2 separate regions of the Mus musculus genome follow, and region 2 is linked to region 1. A link is a contact called in public ChIA-PET data. All regions are on one chromosome and are shown on one strand. Each heading gives the region's core, a stretch centred on a gene start, on an enhancer-like site or on the middle of the called end of the contact. The rest is flanking DNA. Distances are from core to core; before and after follow the strand shown. Region 1 overlaps Nol4l (nucleolar protein 4-like). Region 2 has its middle 50 kb from the start of Commd7.

Region 1 (5,062 bases), core at 1,643-4,142:
TGGGTCAAGTCCCAGCTGAGTGTCCCTGTGTGAGCGAGTGACAGAACTGAAGAGCTCCTGGTTCCTCATCTGGAAAATGGGAATGATCACAGTGCCACCTCCTGGTGACATAGTAGTTCCGGGACTGACAGCTCAAGTGAACTCCAGGGTGTTGACTTGCTGTCTGAACTTGCACTAGTTTTAGTCCTCTTTGAGAAAGCAGTTTTTTACTCTTGGAGTTGGAAGGTGTCCCGGGTGTTCCTGAGGCTTCTGAGTGCCCCTCTGCCTCTGTCTGCTCTCTCCTTCCAGCCTCGCCCACCTGCCACTTCCCACCCTCTACCCTGTCGCCAAAATGATCTTTCAAAACTCACAAATCTCAGCATGGTCTTTTCCTGCCTGAAGAAAATTGTTGTTGATGCAAGCTCCATTGCCTTCAGGCAAAAAAGCCCTAGTCCCGGCCTGGTGTGGATGGGGGTGGGAAGGGTGGGGGTGGGGATGCGGGGGCTGGCCCTCACCTCTTTTCCACTGTCCCTTCCCACCACCTCTGCTTGTATTCTAGCAGCCTCCGCTCCCACCTCGATGGCCACACGTCTCCTGGTGCTGGCATCCCCACCTGCTGCCACAGCCCACATTCCTGCCTTCTCATTTACCCCTCCCTTACCCACTGTCTGTGTTTCTCAGAGCCAGCCCTTCCTTTCTCCCGGGGTTCTACTCATGGTTCTAAAGCCTCGCTCTCTTCCTTATCCCTTTCTCCATAGCCCAGTCTCTATGAGCAGTCAGAAGGGTTCTGTTGGCTCACACTTAACACTTGGGAGGCTGAGGCAGGAGGACTGCTACAAGTTCCAAACCAGCCTGGGCTAAATAGTGAGTCCTAGGTCACTCTGACAGAAAATGTGACACCCTCCCCGAATGAATAGATAAATAATAAGAATTTGGATTGTGTCACTACCTGCTTAAACTTTCTCTATGGCTGCCTGTGACACTGGAAGTCAGGGTCTCCATACACGCTGAGCACAGCTTCTGTGCTACCCCACTTATTGCTATCAATGATGGCAGCTCCCTTCCCACCTACCAGCCTTTTGCCTAGGCAGCTTGCCTTCTAGAGTGACTTAAACATGTCACTTTAATGGCATCTTTGTGGCCACCACACCTCACTGACAGGTGAGAATAGATCCTTCTGGTAACCAGGTTACAGCATCTGCCTGGTAAATGTAGACACTTTTTTGGTTGGCAGAGTGGTCCAGGCAGTTATCACATCCTCTGTGAAGCCTTCTTTCGTGCAGCCTCCTCGAGATCAGTCCTTCCCATAGCATCTTTAGGCAGCAGAGACATCCCCACGGGGGCTCCTGTCAGCTTGGTTCTCATGCTGTGGGGTCTGCACACTCAAGTGCAGTTCTCCATAGATGCTGCTGGAGGCGGAAACTGTAGTGAGGAGAACTGTCATTCTTGGAGCCTGGCCTGTGTTAGGTGCTTGAACACACCCTAGCATTAATCTTCAGAACCTGGTGGGGTCAACTCCTAGAAAAGCCCTTTGTTAAAGAGAAGCCAGTGGAAATTTGCAGAGCCTGAAGTCACTAGCCAGTCTGCCTGAGCGGGCACAGTGAGTGAGTCCCAGCAATGATTATATATAGTACCTTTCACATGCCAGGTTGAGCCCATGTGCATGCTGTCCCCTCTGGGATGTCTACCGCACCCTACCGCAGGGCTGAGACACTGAGGTACAGACATTCAAGAAGCCAGTCACAAGAGGGTCAGGCCTTGGCCTGTGGGCCAAAGAGGGCCTGGTCATGTGTACCACACCATGACATATTGAGGCATTGCAGAACCTTCCAGCTGACTTACCTGGGAGATTATTAGCACCCCAACACTAGGGCTAGCCTCCAGCCCTGGACAGACTGGCTAGTGGGTTCATAACAAATTGAGGGAACTGGTAGGTAGTTGGGGGATATGGTCCCGAATATGCAGCCAACCCCTCTCCTAGCCACGGTGACCCCAGCACCCTCCTGCCCAGACAGCCCTAGGGAAGGGACAGATCCATAAACATGAGGCTCCCCAAGGGCTCAGGAGGGGCACTGGGCGCTGGACAAGTCCTCAATATTATGGCTTTATTGTCATTTAAATGGAGCCTGCCTCAAACAGGCCACCCAGTTCTAGCCACCAGCGCCGGACAAAACCTCCATTGAAAAGCCAATTACAATCACTCCATCTAAATTGTCATGGATTTGTATAGAAAATTACATCTCCATTTAGTTCTGAAGCAACGTCCTGGACGTGGACAGAGGGGAGGCTGGCCCATTTACCTCGCCAGCGCAGCGCGGGTGCCGCAGGCAGGCAGAGAGAAAGCCCAAGCTGCCGGTCTTGGCTAGCCCAAGAACAAAGGCCAGTTTGTGGGGGCCCAAAGAAGAGCTGGGCCTCTGAGGGCGTCTCAGATTCCAGGCCTGGGCCGATGGACCCTGCACTGCCAGCTGGTCTCCCCTGCTGGCAGCTCTGGCCAGACAAGCTTCTGACAGCCGGCTTTAGGCGGCCGTCAGCCCTGCCACTATCCAAGGGGCCTGGAGCTTGGCTCCTGTCCACACTGCCAGGAAATGAAGGAGGTTAGCCTGGGGATCACTGGCCTGGTATCTTGAGAGTTTGGGTCATTCATTCATTCATTCATTCATCCATCACCATTGCTAAAGGGGCTTCTGGAAGTATGAAAAGCACAGTAACACAGAAATTAGCTCCAGCCTCAGGGTGTCCTGGGTTCCAGTCCAGGGTCTGTCCTTACTAGGCTCTTCCTGAGCATGTTCTCTGTGCCACAGAACAGAACATGGCTGAAGCCAACAAAATGCTGTGTCTCCTTTGTCCCTTAAAGTGAAAGGGAGATGACCCAGACTCTGAGGAAGTGAGCAGGGACTGCCTGAGTTTGTGGAAGAGTCACGTGACTAGACAGTGCTAAAGGAATAAGCCAGAAGGCACCCCAGGCTGAGGAAGCAGTATGTGTGTGGAAGGTGCCCCTATGGGCTGCCTTGGCTTACACATCTGTAATGTGTGCACAATGATGGTATGATTCCAGCTGTTCTGACGAGGGTTAGCCCAAGGCCCTGCCCAGGCAGACACTCATGCTCGCTTTCGGTGCGTGTGTATGAAGCAAAGGGTTCTGGTTCTATGCACCGTGGGTGTGACTGCATTTAATTATATGAGACTGTCCTGTGACTCCGTATGGTCATGGGTTGGTGTATGGAACTGTGCGTGTATTCCTTTGTTGACGGTCACTCGCCTTTCCTGTGGTCTTGCCCACACACAGTGCTCTCAGACTGGCTCTTTGTGGCTATGTGCCATGGCCTAAACATGCCTGTCTGAGTCCAGTGGGACTCCTGGCTGGGATGGCTGGCGGTACAGGTGGGTGCAGTAGGTGAGAGGGCAGAGGCCCCATCCTCCACAACCCAGTCCTACCAGGTGGACTGGCCGAGGCAGAAGCAGCCCCACCAGGGACTGCTCTGTGTACAGAAAACAAGTTCTTCTGGTATCAGCTCAAGTTTGGCAGGAAGTGGCTTTTGGGTGGCAGGAAATTGGATTCAGCTCATATCAGCGCCAGCTGAGGAGCAGGAGAACAGTTATCTAGGGTTAAACAGAGTTACCAAGAAGAGGGGCCCCCACCTCTCCATACCCGATAGTGCAGAGGGATAGGGATGGTGAAGGGTTGGAAAGAAGAGCGGTGCCCAGTCAGGTTCTACTGTGTCTTTGTTTGTTTGTTTGTTTTTCGAGACAGGGTTTCTCTGTATAGCCCTGCCTGACCTGGAACTCACTCTGTAGACCATGTAGACCAGGCTGGCCTTGAACTCAGAAATCCGCCTGCCTCTGCCTCCCAAGGGCTGGGATTAAAGGCGTGAGCCACCACACCCAGCTTCTACTGTATCTTAAGACCCAGACAGCCCCTTATCCACCTCTTACTACCCCTTCATAAATACAGACCATAATAAGCAGACTTGTCCAAGGTCACCAAAGCATGGAGCTCGGAGTTGCCTAAAGAGTTAAAAAACAAAAAACAAACAAACAAACAAAAAAAAAACCAGCCTGGGCCTGGTGGCACATGCCTTTAATCCCAGCACTCAGGAGGCAGAGGCAGGCAGATTTCTGAGTTCGAGGTCAGCCTGGTCTACAAAGTGAGTTCCAGGACAGCCAGGGCTACACAGAGAAACCCTGTCTTGGGAAAACAAAACAAAACAAAACAAAAACAAAAAACCAAAACCAACTCAAGGAGAAGGTCAGAGAGAAGAGATGCCCCTGGGGCAGAGCTGGTGGTTTAGAGGCAGAGCCCGGAGAATGTCAATGGAGAACTATAGAGTGCCTACACACAGTATGCCTACAGTGCGTAAGGCTAGCCCATGGACATCACAGCTGACCATGAGGTTCTGAACCCATTCCCCAGATGTGGAGCCAGGAGGGCCCAGAGCAGTTCACTTGTTGAGCCTGGAATCTAGGTCCGCTTCCAAGCACAGGGTTTTCCAGGTCACTTCCTCGTGCCCAGCATCTAGGGAAGCGCAGTGGCTTTCTACACAGCAATGTCCTGTCCCACAGGCTGTTCACCTAGATGCCCTGCTGAGGAGTTGACCCAGTTGTTCAGTGGCAAGCTGGGGTCACACCTGGACAGGCTGGCTGCTTTTACCGTGCAACAGAGTGCTCGGCTCTGGCAGTGCAGACAGAGAAAGTCAGAGCCCTGCCCTTGGATTGGGACTCAGCCACTGGAATGGGCTTATCTAACAGGCCAGTCTGTGTCCCCTGACCCCTACTAGAGCCCCTGGCAAGAGGGCTGCTGGTCCTCTTCTCATCCCCAAAGCAGCACCAGGCTGTTGCCTGACTTGAGATGCTGATTTGAAACCCAGTTTGCATGTCGTTTGCACATTACTCAGTGTGTGTCAGAAGGTACGAACATCTCCCTTTCCGGGAGAGAGAGGGCTGCCTGCCGGAGGCCCCCCTGCCCTCCTCCAGACAGCAAAAATGCCAGCCGGCTAGACGGGGAGCTACGCCCTGGCCTCTGACAGCACCAGCCTGCTGCCTCCTCCCCCATTCCCTCCTCGAGCCAAATTTAGGCTGCTCTGCT
Region 2 (5,062 bases), core at 1,304-3,803, 86 kb before region 1:
CTGTGTCAGCCCTGGGTGTCCTGGAATTTGCTCTGTAGACCAAGCTGGTCTCCAGCTCAGAAATCTGCCTGTTTCTGCCTCCGGAGTGTTGGGATTAGAGGCATATGCTGCCACCATCCTGCCAGTCACCTTTTTAATTAAAAAAAAAAAAAAACAAACTAAATTTTATCCTTTGAAATATTTTATTGAATTTTACGTGTATGAGTGGTCTTCCTGCATGTATGCTCATGTCTGGTGTGCTGATCAGAACAGGGCATTGGGTCTCCCTGGAATTCGAGTTAAACAGAACTGTGTGTTAAGAGTTGAACCTTAGCTGGGCGTGGTGGCGCACACCTTCGATCCCAGCACTTGGGAGGCAGAGGCAGGCATATTTCTGAGTTCGAGGTCATCCTGGTCTACAGAGTAAGTTCCAGGACAGCCAGGGCTACACAGAGAAACCCTGTCTCGAAAAACAAAAAACAAAAAACAAAAACAAAAAACAAAAACAAAAAACCCCAAACAAACAAAAACAAAAACTAAAGAACAAAACAAACAAAAAAGAGTTGAACCTTAACTTACTCCAGTAGAACAGCCAGTGCTATTTATTTATTTATTTATTTATTTATTTATTTATTTATTTATTTATTTATTTATTTATTTATTTATTTATATTTAGATGAGTACACTGTAGCTGTCTTCAGTCACACACCCCAGAAGAGGGCATCAGATCCCATTACAGATGGTTGTGAGCCACCATGTGGTTGCTGGGAATTGAACTCAAAACACCTGGAAGAACAGTCAGTGCTCTTAACCAGCTGCGCTATCTCACCTGCCCTTCTCATCACCCTCTCCAGGACACAGGCTGCAGCCTTTTGGATTTGGGGTGGGGGTGGGGGTGCATTGTTCTGGTGCCAGGCCAACCAGATGATCCCGGTGCTGGAAGGTCAGAGTGGCTCATAGCAGTCGGAGCTGACTCTGGACTAGTTTCACCTGAGTTGTCTCCTTTGCTGCGGTCTCAGTGGCTCTTCCAGGTGGGGTACAGGTCAAGGCACAGGGCAGCTGCTTCTCCTGCCAATTAACATAATTGGCAAATGAGCCGGGCTTGGACTCTAACTCAAGTCTCTGGGGAGCCACTGAGCCACACCTCTGCCTGGAACCAACTTGGGGCAGGACTGGGTGCTTTGGAGTCTTTTTTCCCTGCTCTGTGCAAAGGTCAAAGGTCAGAGGTCATTTGTTTAACTTTCCCCAGACATGACTGTATTGTTAAGGCTAGAGTGTTTGGGAACTAACTCTCTGCATGTCTGCCTGCCTGCCTGCCTGTCTGTCTGTCTGTCTGTCTGTCTGTCTGTCTCTCTAATAGAAATAAAGCCCCAAACAAAACAAAACAGAAAAGTAGTTAAGATTCTAGAAGTCGAGCCGGGCATGGTGGTGCACGCCTTTAATCCCAGCATTTGGGAGGCAAAAACAGGAGGATTTCTGAGTTCGAGGCCAGCCTGGTCTACAAAGTGAATTCCAGGACAGCCAGGGCTACACAGAGAAACCCTGTCTCAAAAAAAAAAAAAAGTCTTGGTGGCCTTGTTCCTATTACACTTGAATTCAGCAGTGACACATTAGGAATTGGGGTTAAAAGGAGCTCCACGGAGGCTCAACACAGCGCCCGCCCGCAGAACCCACCACTGATTCAGGCTAAGGGCGACAGGCTCTACTTCGCCTCTGCTCGCCTTTATCTGGGGAGGATTTGGGGTGGTGGGAAGGCGGGGGAAGTTGGAGGCAGGGCTGGCCCAAGGTGGGCAGAAGAGATAGGGAAGTGGGGAGGGGGCCGGCCCTCTGGGGAGGGGCGGAGAAGGGAAGGACAACCCAGAACCTGCACAGTGGGAGGCCTCACAGGCCTGGCCCTGCTTGTGGTTGCAGAGCTTCTGGTGCCTTCCATCCTTGCCAGGCAAGATACAGCACCTTTAATTAGCACGCTGTAACCTCTACCGATTCATCACCGGCTCAGTTTAATTAGCCGCAGGAGGCGCCCCTGCCCCCAGTTCTTGGCTGAGCAGCTGCCTCTCTCACTCACAGAGGTGGCCACCACCTCAAAGTGTCCCCTGTCACCCTCCCATACTTATTTCCCTCCCCAGAATGTGGGGTGGACACAGCCAGCTGCCTGGCTGAAACCTCAAGGAGACGGTGGAGCTGCGACCTTTGTACCCATGATGCTCAGCTTCCTTCTCGGCCCCCTCCCAGGTCAGGTTGAGTTGGGTTGGACCAGCTCGGGTAACCTCCAGTTGAATGGGACTGAAGCCGAGCTGTCCCACTGTAAGAGACTGCTTTCCCCTTTGGAAGCTACTAGCGCGCACGCACGGGGGTGGGGTGGGGGTGTGTGTGTCCCTGTCTCGATTGCTCCTGTGCAGAGACAGGCCCTGCATTTTGCTGCTTCCCCACATTTTTTCCTCTTCCTCTTTCTCCTCCCCATGGCTGAGAAGCTGAGACCCGGAGAGGGGCCAGGACTCCACTCTAGATCTTGGGGCTTTGCTGGGAGACCTGAAGTGGACGAAGAGACAGGGCGTGGCAAGGTGGAGCTGGGGAGGATGGGCCTCCAGGAAGCAGGGGACTGGTAGGCATGAGGCCTTGGTGTCAGGCCAGGGGCAGCTCCATACAAGGGTTACGTTATCTGCTCTTGGACAGTAATGATGTATAACAGCCGAATTCAGACAGTACCCCCACTTACCCCCACCAAGTTTTTCTCCTTGAAGATGGCTTCTAGAATGTTTCTTTTCATTTCCTTTTTCTTCAGTGTGGGGATGGAATGGTGGGCATACCCTTGCTTCTCAGGGACTTCTCACCGAGCCACGGCCCCAGACTGGGATCCGGTTCTCTTCTTCTAGGCTACTCTAGGCAGTGCTAGTTTTTTGTTCGGAATCAGGTCCGTTCTCTCCATCTTCACCATGGCTGGCCCTGCCTTCTCTGTAGTCTAGGTTGGTTTTGAACTCCCTAGGTAGCAAAGAGTGAACTTGGACTTCTGATCCTACTGCCTCCTATGAACTCATTCAGTGCTGGGGGCTCTTTTTTATGTGACAGGCAAGGGCTCTTCCAACTGAGCCACACCAGCACTGGTTTTGTTTGGTTTTATTTATTTAGAGAGGGTCTCACTAGGGTAGCCTCTAACTCTGTCCTCCTGGGTACTGAGATTATGGGAATGCACTATCATGCCCCTCACTAAAGGCAGGGTCTCACTGTGCAGCCCTTTGCAGGCCTGGAACTTGCTATGAAGACTATGAAGGCCTCGAACTCACAGAGATCTGTCTCCCCCTCCCTCCTGAGTGCTGACACTAAAGTTATATGCCACCATGCCCGGCTCTGGGTCTTTCTTTCTTTCTTTCTTTCTTTCTTTCTTTTTTTTTTTAAGATTTGTTTTTACTACTTTTGATTATGTGTCCACATGTCTGTAGGTGTGTGCATATGAACACAGGTGCCCACAAAGTCGAGGAACTGAATCTGCGTGGAGCCGGAGTTACAGATGGTTGCAAGTCACCTGATGTGGGTTCTAGAATTTGAACTCAGGTCCTCTGGAAGAGCAGTGCCTGATCTTAACCCCTGAGCCACCTCTCAGATCCTGTCCTGTTGCTATGACAGGAGTTTGTGATGCCGTGGAGCTCGGGCTAGCTGCAAACTTGCTATGGAAGTTGGCTCTGAAGTTGCAATCCCCCTGTCTCAGCCTCCAAAGGATTGTAGGCATTAACCACAGAGCCCGGGCAGCAGAGTCATAACCATAGCATCACTCATCAGGACCTTTGGGCCTCCAGGTGACACTTGCCAGGAAACCTTGGACAAGTGACTTCTCTATACTCCTGCCAGTCCCTCACCAAATATACGCCAAGAGCTCGGCTTTATTTTAGAGTAAACAGAGTCGGCGTAAGTCACTCACTCTAGGCTACACAGCTGATGCAGAATGTGAACTCAGGAAACTCTAGTAACTTGTAAATGAGGGAAATGAGGCACAGAGAGGTTGAGCAACCAGCCTCGGGTCTCCCAGCAGCAAAGCCAACTAGTACAGAGTTAGCCTGACCTTCGACACTCATTACTGCCAAGCTACGTTGCTTTGGGCAAGTCACCACAGCTCCTCACTGCAGCAGAGCCCCAAGCAGTTAGAATTGGGGATGTGGGCCTCCCATCTTGCCCCAGTGGCTGCTCTTGGAGGTCAGCAGGAAAGATATCACCAGAAGAGCTGGTGAGTCCCTGAGGAGAAAGAGTAGAGCGTCTGCCTGCCCCAAATCCCTTGGCTACTCTTCTTGCCTCTTCTACTGTCCCTCTGAAGCTGGGAGCCCAAGGTCTCGGTTCTGGATACTGCCCCACTGAGGGCAGGGCTGTCAAGAACAGCGGAAGGGGCTTCTAGCCCTGTCCCCCGTGTGGAATCTGTTTCTCCTGCTTTCTGCTAGAGCTGTCTGGGTAGTCCCACATTTTGTGTGTCTGAGACAGGGTCTCATGTGGTCCAGGCAGGCCTCAAGTGCCCTACATAGTAGAGGAAGACCTTGAACTTGCAGGGTTCTAAAATGCCCTTAGATTCTGAGCAGAATACAGGGCTGGAGTCTGTCACAGGGGGCAGCCAGGACGACAGAGAGCTTTGGGTTTAGACAAATTCAGGCCAGGTTCTCTAGGAAGGCTTCCTACTGGCAGGGTGACCTTGGACAGGGGACCATGTCTCAGCCTGCTCAGAGCACTGATAGATACTATCTGCTTACCCTGACCCCGGATTAAAGATCATGAGTTGCCATGGCCAGATTCTTCAGGGCCTTGACTGACAAAACCAAAGGGGCTTTTGTTTTTTTTGTTCTTTTAATTGGAGCCCCTCCCCCTCTTCTTTTTGAGACAGGCTCTCTGTAACCCAGGCTGGCCTTGACCTGTGGAGTTGAGGGTAATCGTGAACTTTGGATCCCTTTGTGTTCACCTCCTGAGTGCTGGGGTGAGCCAGGCTTTTTTTTTAATCCAGTGTGGGATTGAACCTAGGGCTTCAGCACATGGCCAGCAAGCACGCTACCAGCTGAGCCAGAATGAACTCCACCCACTGCCCCTTCTCTTTTTAGTCCCCATGGAGGCC

Evidence for each region. ChIA-PET counts read pairs in DNA pulled down with a chosen protein or histone mark.
Region 2: a contact with region 1 is called in an SMC1A ChIA-PET map of the G1E-ER4 cell line, with 20 read pairs. The contact joins two enhancer-like sites. A contact is called at or near these places in 2 of 39 promoter capture datasets (Sertoli cells and embryonic stem cells), 8 of 15 datasets of contacts at CTCF or cohesin (CD8 T cells, the G1E-ER4 cell line, the NIH/3T3 cell line and 4 more), 186 of 484 Hi-C or Micro-C datasets (the 63-12 cell line, the AML12 cell line, the AtT-20 cell line and 98 more), 49 of 115 datasets of contacts at active chromatin or transcription factors (the 230-238 cell line, CD4 single positive thymocytes, DN3 thymocytes and 30 more) and 6 of 9 other capture datasets (adipose tissue, embryonic stem cells, embryonic tail and 3 more).

What each region holds. Positions count from the first base shown.
Region 1 is chr2:153,494,416-153,499,477 of GRCm38.p6, reverse strand. All of the region lies in intron 1 of Nol4l (nucleolar protein 4-like), which reads left to right. It also overlaps 4930404H24Rik. Among named protein-coding and RNA genes, the nearest start is that of Nol4l, 33 kb to the left of the region's middle. Within about 2 kb of position 2,892, at least 62 of the 459 cell types and tissues checked have an H3K27ac peak or open chromatin away from gene starts, as enhancers often do. A contact at or near this core is called in DN2 thymocytes, the G1E-ER4 cell line, the HPC-5 cell line and 2 more, where this site is marked.
Region 2 is chr2:153,580,577-153,585,638 of GRCm38.p6, reverse strand. No RefSeq gene overlaps it. Among named protein-coding and RNA genes, the nearest start is that of Commd7, 50 kb to the left of the region's middle. Within about 2 kb of position 2,553, at least 42 of the 459 cell types and tissues checked have an H3K27ac peak or open chromatin away from gene starts, as enhancers often do. A contact at or near this core is called in DN2 thymocytes, the G1E-ER4 cell line, the HPC-5 cell line and 2 more, where this site is marked.